Linked DNA regions of Rattus norvegicus: region 2 is linked to region 1. Evidence: chromatin contacts called from public Hi-C data. All regions are on one chromosome and are shown on one strand. Each heading gives the region's core, a stretch centred on a gene start, on an enhancer-like site or on the middle of the called end of the contact. The rest is flanking DNA. Distances are from core to core; before and after follow the strand shown.

Region 1 (5,478 bases), core at 1,314-3,813:
CTGGGGAAAATATACTTGGTTAGAGTGAGGTGAGACTAACTCCAAACTGAGATTTCACGAGTGTGATGTCATGTTACCTTTATGTCATATTTAATCTTTGAAAGGTACAAACCTTAGACAAAACCCTTTATTTTACTTTGCACACTCAATCTAAAATAAAAATACTTTGAGTCTCAGTAAGTTTAAAAGACTTCATACTTAAAAAGTTTTTAAGTATTCAGCCTAAGCTCCATTGTGGTGAATGATTTAAGTATTTAGGTAATTTATTTCTATAATCTTTAACTCTCATATGAAAAATAAAACATTTGAAGAATTCAAACATAGTTGGAACTTAATTTGTAGACTTATTGAATATTACACATTGTGAATAGCTAAACCTTTAAGTTTCTTCAAATATATAACAAAGAACAGTTACAAAGACCATGCCAACGATGGGTGACTAAAGGAACGAGGAGTGCACTAATAAATGTAGGTCTTTAAAACCAAACATCTTTGTCAGTGCTGATGACTTAAACACAAAAACGCTTGCTTGCACAAGTCCACCCTTCGATTCTGAAAAACAGCAAAGTTTTTGACTCGGCAATCCTTCCGGTAGATGCTAGAACTTCTGACATCTACAAAGAGTGTACAAGATTACACAGGGGTAAGCTCCCAGACTCAGCATCCTGCTGGAGACCAATATACCAAACAGTCCACAGTTGTAAGCTAATTTTTACTTCCCCAGAGCCCTCAGAAACACTTGAGGGGATAGGTCGCAAAACAGGGTTTCCTCTTTTATTTTCATCACCTCATAAAGCTACAAACCGATGGGGAGAAAATCGAATCTCCCAAGTGTAAAGGTGAAATCAGATGAAAAACGCACCCCAAAAACATCATCTTTCCGATTCCCAAATAGACAAGCGTTCCACCTGTTTGTAAACCCCTACTTGCACAGTTAACCCAAACCTCTGCTGAGAGGGACTGGGGGGTTGGGGGGAAGAGTGGGGAGAGGCGGGCGAATTACAGCTTTGGAGTCCTTATTCTTCTACCTAGGCATGGGGGAGGGGATGGTACAAAACAATGGATACCGAGGGGCTAGGGGGAAAATCGTTTTGCCCTGCAGCCTCCTGCGTTCCGAGCTGGGGGCGGGGAGTTACACTACTTTTCCTCTAGCCCTCAAAGCCGACGCGGAGATTGCCATCAGGCGTGTTTAGCAGGGCGGTCTCGGCGGCCACAACTCCTTTCACTCCGCAACACACCCAACGCCGATCCGCCGATCTCCCCGCAGGGTCGGTCTGTGGGGAGGAGACCGCCCAGAGCCAAGGACTTTGGGGAGGAGGTGCAGCGACCCCACCCCACAGCCCCACAGCTCCACAGCCTCATAGCCCCACATAACCACGGCCGCGCCCGCCCGCCCGCCCGCCGGTCCGCCCGCCCGCCCGGCGCCAAACGTCCGCACGACCCGGGCAGCCCCGCAGTCCCGGCCCGGAGGCGCCGAGAGCCGGGAGCAACCGGAGCGCGACTGACCGACCGGCAGCCCCGGGCCCGCGCCCGCGCCCCGGCGCTGTCCCAGCCGACCGCTCCGCAGTAGGCCCGGCCCGGTGCTGTCAGGGGCAGCCGGTTGCTCCCGGTGCCCCGCCCGCTGGCCCCGCGCGGGCAGCGGCTCCGAGGCCCCGGAGCCCCGGGCCGTGGCACCCCGGAAAGCAGCCGCGGCGCCTCCCAGGGCCCCGACCCCTCAGGCCTCGCCCCGGCCCCCGCGGCTCGCGCCTGTCAGGACCTGTGGGCCTCCCCTTACCGACGGCTGGCCAGGTCCCCGGACAGGCAGGAAGGCAGAGGACTGGCCCACGGGCGCCCCTGTGCTGCTCCCGCCCCAGGCTGCCGTCCGGAGCCCCGACTCCACCATCCCCGCTCACCTCCTTCCTCCTCCTCGTCCTCCGCTCCCCGAGCGACGCTCCCCTGCCACCGCCCCCCCGCCCCTCCCCCACTCGCCCCGCCCCTCCACACACTCTGGCTCCAATCGCCCCGCCCCGACCCTCTTGAACAAGCCTGGGCATTCGCTAGGGAGGAGGGAATGGGCGGAGCCATGGCAAATGGAGTCGCCCAATCAGAGCGAGACATTGGTGCCAGCTTCCCTGTCCCCGCCCTTTTCCTTTCCTCCGCGGCCGCGCGCGGTCTCCCGCCCACTGGGCGCCGCTGGCTAGCTCCGCCACAGAGAAAGCCTCCAGCCGGGTAGAGAAACAACTCCCAGTCGGAAGTTACGGTTGAAGCCCAGGCAGCCATAATTGATAATGGCAGGAGGCGTTTCCTGTCACCCGTTTGACGTATACTTTTCCTGCATTCGGTCCCCTCCGTTGCCCCAGGCAACAGCAGAGCCATCTGGAAAGGGCTGCACCTGTAAGTATACTTACGCAAGATGTGCACAGATAGTCCACACTGGACGAGTTAATTCGCGCCCAGGAACTGCAGGTTTGGTTTTTCAGGCTCTTCACTGAGCCGCCTGATCACTTACCTAGAACTACAGTTTAGAGCTTCAAAACTCCCTCGCGCCGGAAGTTACGCTTGGCACTTCCTAGTAGGGTCATGGCCAGGAGGTGGGAGTAGTCGCCCCAGCCTGCGCCCCAGGGGATACCTCCTCTTCCAGAGTTGAAGAGTGAGGTAAGTGCTCCCGACGCCTTACCACGGGGCCGGCCAGGCCGGATGAACAGCAGGGAGGGAGCTCGGAGAAGACTACTAGCTAAGGCCCAGGGCCGCTTCCGCTGGCAGAAGGTTTCCTTTCCGGCTGGTGGGGCGGTGGCCAGCCTTCCCTCCGCCCCTCTGAGGTTCCCTGTAGGGCGAGGCTGCCTGACCCACACCCCGGCCAGACCAGAGGACCCGCAGACCCTAGGTCTGCACTGTGGGACACGCGACACACCTCCGCGAGTTCCTCTAGAGTATGGTCCTTTCACCTCCTGTCCTTTAGAAACTCTAGATTTCGGGAACCAAAAGGAACCAGTTTCCACCCCAACTATCAAAGAAAAAGATGACTTCCCTGAGCCAGCCCTCATCTTCTGATTTTTCTTCCCATTCTGGGCACTTTGTAAGCTTTCACTAGAGTTCTGGGTTAGGGTGTATTGTAGTAGTTAGTCCTGGGTGTCTACGATTGTGACCATCCTTTTAAAGAACATTTAAAAATACTTAAAATGCTTTATGTGTCTCCAAGATATTGTCTCTTGTAGTTCCTTCTGTGGGCATTTTGAGTCAAGAAGTCAACCGTTCTGATAACTACAGATCAGATTCCTAAAGCTGCAAGAAAAAGATAACAATTTTCAGGTAAATTAAAATATGCTTCTGCCTAACCAATCGAAAAAGTGCGAATCTGCCTTCTCCACCAGTGTTCCAGCAAACAATGAAGTAGTCTTGTTTCTGCTGAGGTTAATCGTTGAAGTCGGCTGTCACCTTTTGTGACTTGTGTCAGTTATTCTGTTATCCTTGGAGATGTGTACCGCAATCTCTCCAACAGGAAACCTTACCCTTCTCACTATCTCATGGGTCAGCTGCTTGAGGACCTTTTGCTGTGTTGACTGTGTTATGCCTGAACAACGTGATCCGTGTGGGATTCACCTGCTCCGCACATAATAGTGCTCTCCTAAAGGGTTAAATTATTAGCAGTGTCCTTCAGTAGCAGAATTGAGCATGGTCCCTGGCACTCAGTGCTTCTTAGGGTCGACCTCTGAAGTCTTTACAACATAATTACCCTCCCGACTGTGTGTGTGTGTGTGTGTGTGTGTGTGTGTGTGTGTGTGTGTGTGTGAGAGAGAGAGAGAGAGAGAGAGAGAGAGAGAGAGAGAGAGAGAGAGAAAACGTGCACACATTACAAAGCTAAAAAAGCCAGGTGTGATGGTGTGATGCACTTAGGGGCTGAAACAAGAGAATCTCATGTTCAAAGCTACAGGGATGCAGAGTGAAATCCTATCTCAAAACAGGAGGGCGGGGAGCACTTACAGCCTTAGACCTATTTACCTATGTTGGATACTTATTCAGATTCTGATATATATACACCTCTTTCCTCTTCACATTCCTACTTTAGTACTATTTAGAAATAATATATTGATCTGCAGTTAGACCCCCTAACGTTAATTTAAGATTTTGAAAATCTTAAATTAGTAAAATACAGTATTATTACAACCAAGAAAAGTAGCAATTTTGTAACATAAAATACAGAGACTATACAAATCAAAATACTTCAGAAGTTTTGTATTGTACATGGGCATTGCCACTTCAGAATTTTATAGCTGTCCCGATCTTCCTCTCTGTGACACTGACATTTTAACAAAGTCAAAGAAATCCAGAGGTATTGTTGAAAAGGGATCCCTTTTTTTTATTTCATACCAATTAGAAGTTAGACTTGAGGCCTGATTAATTTTAATTCTTTTTTTTTTTTTTTGTGCATAACTGTGTAACTTTTTCCAGTTAGGTTCTCAAATGCAACTACATATACCTTTGCCTCGTGTTACTAGTAAAGTCCATCCCATTGTCAAGCTGAGAGTTTGGCATTTAATTTGCCTGTGTGTATAGAGTATTTAAAGTGCCCTAGGCTGTCAATATAGACTGTCTCCCTTTGATAAATGTGGCTACTTTGCCTATGCTGATGCAATGAAATCTACAGTAAAGTATGCTGATGTCAGCATAGTTTCTTGAGTTTCAAGTCCTGGCACCCTGCAGACTGCTGTTGAAAGATGTATAGCTCTGTAATTCAAATATGTGAATCTTGATGTTATCTCAGCAGATACCCAGGTAACTATTGTCCCTCTGGCCACAATCCAGTCTAGGCAATGGTATTTTCTCCTTGAAATTCTTCTGCAAGATCTCATTGGTCCTGTTGTTTCTGTAATAGCTTTCTGGTAGTAAGGACTGCCTATTAAAAACCAAGCTTAAACTTAACATCTCATTAGGAGCATGCTCTGCCCAGTGGAGAGAACTGTGGGATTTGGTTTATAATGACAAGAGGAACCCTCCCAAGAATGCAGAGCTCCCGTGGTCCTCCTGCTCCACACTCACTTTTCTTCTTGAAAGTTAAAAGGAGATTTCTTAGGTTAGCATAGAATGCTGTTAGCAGTCATACTGAAAGTTAAAATAACATGTTCCAATAGCTGCATTCTTTGTGTAGGAGGAAGTGTGCTCCTATATGATTGTGAAACAATTTCAACTTAATACTGAATTCAGGAAGGCTAAATAACATAGTAGTTAAGACTAGGTTTTAGAATCAGACCTGGAGTTAGGAAGATGCCCATTCACTAGCTAAGTGTCTATGGCTGTTTAAAACTAAATTTAACAGAACGCAAAGTACTTCAGCTTGCCTCATGGCATACAGAATGTGGTCAGAGTATCATTGTTGTTCTAAACTTCTATAGCAATGTATAATTTGGGCACATTGGGCATTAAAATATTTAGAAATTTAATGAGTGTGTGTGTGTGTGTGTGTGTGTGGAGAGAGATCTCCAAGTTCAATGTCAAACATAT
Region 2 (5,478 bases), core at 1,430-3,929, 92 kb before region 1:
ACGTTGACAGTTGTGCCTGGATCTAGAATCCGGTGTGGACCAGACTGCAGGGGGAGGAGGCAGAGGAGAGGAGGGGGACCCAGCTGTCAAAGCTGAGGAAACCTAAGCTAGAGAAAGACGTAGACATTTCCAAGGCGTTTCCTCCCACAACTGGCACTGATTCCACTTGAAGTAGAACAGTAAATGGCTTGATTAAGGCTGAATTGAGATCCGGTCCCATCCAGGGGGCAGATGGCTTTGGGCAAGGCGGATGCAGCATTTCATACTCTCCGTCACTAAAGGGCAGAGTCATCCTCTTGGCTCTCTTGTTCTTATTTTCTCTCCTTTCTTTCTTCCCTCCCCAAAGGAAAGAAGATGAAGCAAAAGCACTGGTTAATCAATATAAGGAGCCAAACAGCTCTCAACATGTCTGGAGAGAAGCCACCACTGTCTGTCCCAGCTCTGTGTCCAGTTTCACAGTTGTGAGGCAGAGTAGTGGACCCCTTTCTCCACCTCAGACTGAGTGACTCTACAGTCCACATAGCTATTCCCCACTTTACTCTCCCACTTGGTTCCCACTCTGTTCCATCAAAACACTTGACTGGAATAAATGATGCAAAAGCTTTAATTAGTGGTAAAACTATATTGAGTCAAGATCCGTTGGTGAAAATCATGCACAAAGCATAATTCAGTGTATCCTGAGGACTCTTTTGGATACTCAAAATGTAATCAAGCTTTTATGAAGCACAAAGAGTAGTGGGGCACACACATGTACACACATGTATTCCTAGAACTCCCATGACAGGGCTGGCCCAACTCTAAGTTCAAACCCAGCCTGGTCTAGATAGTGAAATCCTGTCTAAAACAGAAGGGGAAAAAAGGGGGGGGGGTAGATTTCCAGCAATGATGGTACTCTTAAGATGAAATTTCAAAACAACTTTTTATCCAATCATGAAAATGAGACAAAATAGAGAAAATTTAAAAGATATACCTTCCCCTGTGACAGATATTTGATGAAGCAAATCTATCATAATGACCCTCCCCACTTCTCTCTCTGCCACCAAACATTCAAGTGAAAAACTAAACATTACAACTAAAACATCCAGAAAACACAAACTCGACAACCTGGAAAGTAAGCATTAGTAGGCAGATTAACAAGACAAAAATTAAAGAAACCCATGTGTGAGGTCTTTACCCTTCATCCCCCAACTTAAGTAGTGTGAGCAACTGAAAACGATGGAGGAACTCCACTTATCTTTGCAGAGAAAAAAAGATTAATGACACTTAAGTTTATGAATACCTTTCCTTTGGCATTATACCTAAAACTCGACTGCCAGACCCAGGTTCTGTAGCGCCCCTTTCTGGCTTGTCTTTCAATGTCGTGTTGGATATCTAGGTCTCTTGCTCTCCACACAGAGCTAGGAGCTTGGACTTTTACATCTGATGTTTGGGCATATAGTTCATTCTAGGTTTTAGGATTTGAATTTGTTAGATGCACAGCACAGGCAGATAGGCAAACAGATAGTCATTCAGATAGACAGGCAGGGAGGCAGGCAGATGATACTGACAATCATATTTCTGTATACCTGAAAAGGTCATCATTACTGCTCCTTTGGAAATGGGCTGTTGAAAGTTATCACAGAGATAAAACATCTTATCAAGTGTTTTGGGTTTGTGTTGATTAATATAATCATGTGACATGTTCCCCCTTAACCTGGCGGTATAATACATAATTTCAGAGTCTTCTGTACCTGGCATACACAGCACTTGGTTGTGCATAACTTTTTATGCATGATCAGATAGAACTTGCTAATATTTGGTCGAGAATCTTTGCATCGGTGTTCTGAAGAGATGTTTGTATGGCATCTTAAGGACTTCATCTGGGCTTAGTATTGGGATAAATCTGACCCCAAAGAATGAAAAAAAAGAACGAACCCACCCACCCCCTTCTATTTTCTGGAAGGGATTGTAGAAAACTACCTGTATAAACCATTTAAAGATACATATTTTTGAAATGTTTAATTCTACTAAATATAAGTACAGGTTCAGTTTCTTAAATAGAAATTTTTTTTCCTCATGTAAAATTTGGCACATTTTATCTTTCAAAGAATTGGCCCATTTTGTTTTAGCTATCAAGTTTAGGTGCACAGAGGTTTTCATAGTATCTATTAACCTTTTTTCCATAGGGACTATTGTGACATCATTGTCTTCATTTATGATAACAAGAATTAGTAAGGCAGTAGAAGCCATAAGCATGAGTAGAAGCTTATGTGTTTACTAATATTTTCAAATAACTTGTTTTCATTTTTTTCTACTGACTTTTTGTCTTATATTTCACTGATGTCTACTCTCTTTTTTTTCCTTTGGATTGTTCTACATTTGCTCTTTTTAAAGGTTGTTTCTTTTTAGGTTAAAATTTTCATTTTATTTTAGATCTTATTTTTTTTCTTTTTTTAATATAGCACAAGCTGTTCTCAGTGCTCCTCTGGGCTCCGCTTTCACCATTTCAAACATTTTGACAAGTATGTACTTTTTATTTTCATTTAGCGCAAAGTTTATAAAGGAAATTCAAGATTACATGGGTCCAAAAAGTAATTTCTAACAGAGGGGTGAATGGTGAACTGACCGTGACCTGACCCACTTCTTGAACTTGTTTTTGCTCATCTTTGAGAGCTCTCAGTCACGGATCACTGGAGCTCGTGGCGGCTTCCCTTCTTCCAAGTCTTCTGTCAATGTGGCTGACCAACACCGGTCAGCTTCAGCACAGTGGACACACTGGCTACTTTTCCCTTGCTGTAAGAAAACACCACAGCCAAAGATGACTGACGGAAGGATTTATTTTGGCTCACAGCTTCAGAGGCAGAGTCCATCCTCCTGGTAGGAAGAGGCTTGGCAGCAGACAGCTGGATCAGAAAGCTAAAGATCACATCTTCAACCAGAAAGCAAAAAGGCGGAACTGGAAGTGGGTTGTCCATGCTCTCTTCTCAAGATGTACAACAGAAAATAACTATATCGTAGATTCCCCAAGGATGTAGATATACTTTCCAAACTTAGGATGTAAGAGGACAAAGAAACACAGAATTGCTTAACCATCCTACAAACTGTCATTATGTTTAGACTCCTTCCAGGTCTAAAAAATGCAATCAGGCTACAACATTGCCACTCCTTTACTCTGCCAGACTCCCTTCAGTCACTCAGAACTACTGCACAGAAGCTCCCATCCTTTAAGGTTGTTCTCACAGCTCTGAAACAACCTCTTCCAAAGCTGAAACTCTAGAAAGGAAGCCATATGAGTGGTCCCTCAGTCCTATGTTCAATGTGACAGAAAAAAGAAGACTGCACTGCGAGTTTCACGGTCCTAGGTACTTCTGAACTAGTAGATTTACCTGAGAGAGGAGATAATTTCAACCCCCTCAAGTCATCTCCCAAATTAAAACTAGTAAAACACACACACACACACACACACACACACACACACACAGCTGCAGATATAGCAGGCTTCAGTCCTGCACCTGAACTGTTTTGGCTTAGAAGGACAAGTGTGAAACTTCACCATTAGTGTATGCATTTGCAGGCTGGAGGGCCTCAATGAGCCCTCACTGTTAGCTTAACCAGGCCCCACTGTTTAAATCAGCATCCACCCCTTTAACAGATCTCAGCCAGAGCTGGGCAGGTGTTATGACTTAGTGAGGGAGGAAACACAGTGGAGTAACAACACTGCTTAAGGGGCCAGATGTTGCTGCTTCTAATTTCAGCAATGTGTGATGTGATGTGCGCAACCCACTCCCTTCCCTAGAAATTAAATCTTGAAAGTAATACAGTCAGATTAACTTAAAAACAGGGAAATTAATTTTATGACTCAACACACAACAAATATTTAAAAAGCCTAAACAGGGTTTTTCTTTAATGTTTTAGAAAAAAATTAAGTCACAGTCAAAAGTTTGTGAACAAAATGAAATTCTGATAATCCAAATTATCAAAATCCACAGCAACAAAAAAATCCTCATGAACAAGTAACAGTGAAAGAGAGCCATTAAATTCAATTAGATAATGAGGTACAAAGAAACTCACTAAACTTGAAGGCAGCCTGCCTATATGCAAAGTAATTTGCAGTGTTTTAAAGGCTGACAGTCAGTCACCACTGCACAGGCCCTCCAGCTGGTGACACGATTTTGGAGGCAAATGAGCTCATGGAAGGTAGGCCTGGCTGACAGAAGTAGGCCATGCACCTCCAGTTCTGGCCTGCTTTTTCTCCTTCCATGTCCGCTATGACCACACTCCACTTCCAGACAGAGCATGTCTGCCCTGCCTGCCATACCACACGACTTCAATCTCTCTGAAACAGAACCAAAAGAACCATTTACTCCTGTTTCTATCAAGTAAATTGTAATAAGAAAATACACGATCAGCACCAGCTAAGGATCTGGGACTTTGAGGGGGCAGTGCCGACCCTAGTGTTACATCAACTGATGGTTCTGGTGAGAACTCCTAAGTGCAGACGGCTAACAGCACAGGCGCCTTGTATTTCATGTGGTGGGGGTAAGACTGGGATGGGTGCTGGGGGCCATTCATGTTACATCTGACAGAATCTGGCTGTGCTTCATATGCTGAAATTCCGAGTAAAGTGATGGACTGATAGGAAATCTCAACAAAGTTTAACATCCAGGCCGCTGAGACTGCTGCTTGCAGCTTTTACCCGAGTTTACAATGGTAGATGAAAGGAAAAACGTCAGAGGATTTGGAACATGGAGTTTGGTGAGGAGAGAGAAGTATTGAGCTCATGTACAGCAATTGTTGGTACATTCACTGTAACCTTAAGAGATTCAGCATGATTAAAGAGAAGCTAGGCACTGGATAAGAGGACAGAGGCCATAAGGGCAGAGCCTCGCCCAGCAAAGCCTCCGGGGTGTAAAAGCTACTTTAAGGATGCTTGGCTTCAAAAGCAACAATATGAAGGCTAATGACCCTCCTGTGCCTTTCACTGAAAGGGCCCAGAGTTGACATTTTCCCTCAGTTCAGCCAAAAAGGCACACATGAGGCCCACTGCATCTACAGCTGAACAGACACATTTACTTCTTGAGTGGCAACTTTATTTTTGAAGGTAACAAGATCTCAGTACATCGCCCGCACTATTCTTGAACTTGAAATCCTGCATCAGCCTTGAGTTTGAACCACCGTGCCTAATTGAGCATCTGTTTCTTCTTTTCTTTAACAGCCTTTTTTTTTTTAAAGATTTATGTGTATGAGTACACTGTAGCTGTCTTTAAACACACCAGAAGAGGGCATCAGATACCATTACAGATGGTTGTGAGCCACCATGTAGTTGCTGGGAATTGAACTCAGGAATTCTTGGAACCTCTGCAAGAGTCGACAGTGCTCTTAACCATTATGCAATCTCCAGACCACTTCTTCTTCCCTATCCTCCTCCTCCTTCTCTTCTCCTCCCTCTTCTTTCTATGATGTAGTTATTTTTGTTTGGATTATCAGGGTGGGAGTACT

Evidence for each region. A called contact is a pair of places that touch in the nucleus more often than the background predicts.
Region 2: a contact with region 1 is called in a Hi-C map of kidney, with 1.9 times the contacts expected there. The contact joins the enhancer-like site here to the promoter of Bbip1 in region 1. A contact is called at or near these places in 4 of 12 Hi-C or Micro-C datasets (Schwann cells, frontal cortex, kidney and 1 more).

The regions. Positions count from the first base shown.
Region 1 is chr1:262,961,495-262,966,972 of GRCr8, reverse strand. Bbip1 (BBSome interacting protein 1) reads left to right here and starts at 2,563. Exons shown (of 4, transcript NM_001401715.1): 1 at 2,563-2,634; 2 at 3,195-3,288. It also overlaps a transcript of Shoc2 not described here.
Region 2 is chr1:263,053,857-263,059,334 of GRCr8, reverse strand. No RefSeq gene overlaps it. Among named protein-coding and RNA genes, the nearest start is that of Adra2a, 10 kb to the left of the region's middle. Within about 2 kb of position 2,679, at least 2 of the 93 cell types and tissues checked have an H3K27ac peak or open chromatin away from gene starts, as enhancers often do. A contact at or near this core is called in kidney, where this site is marked.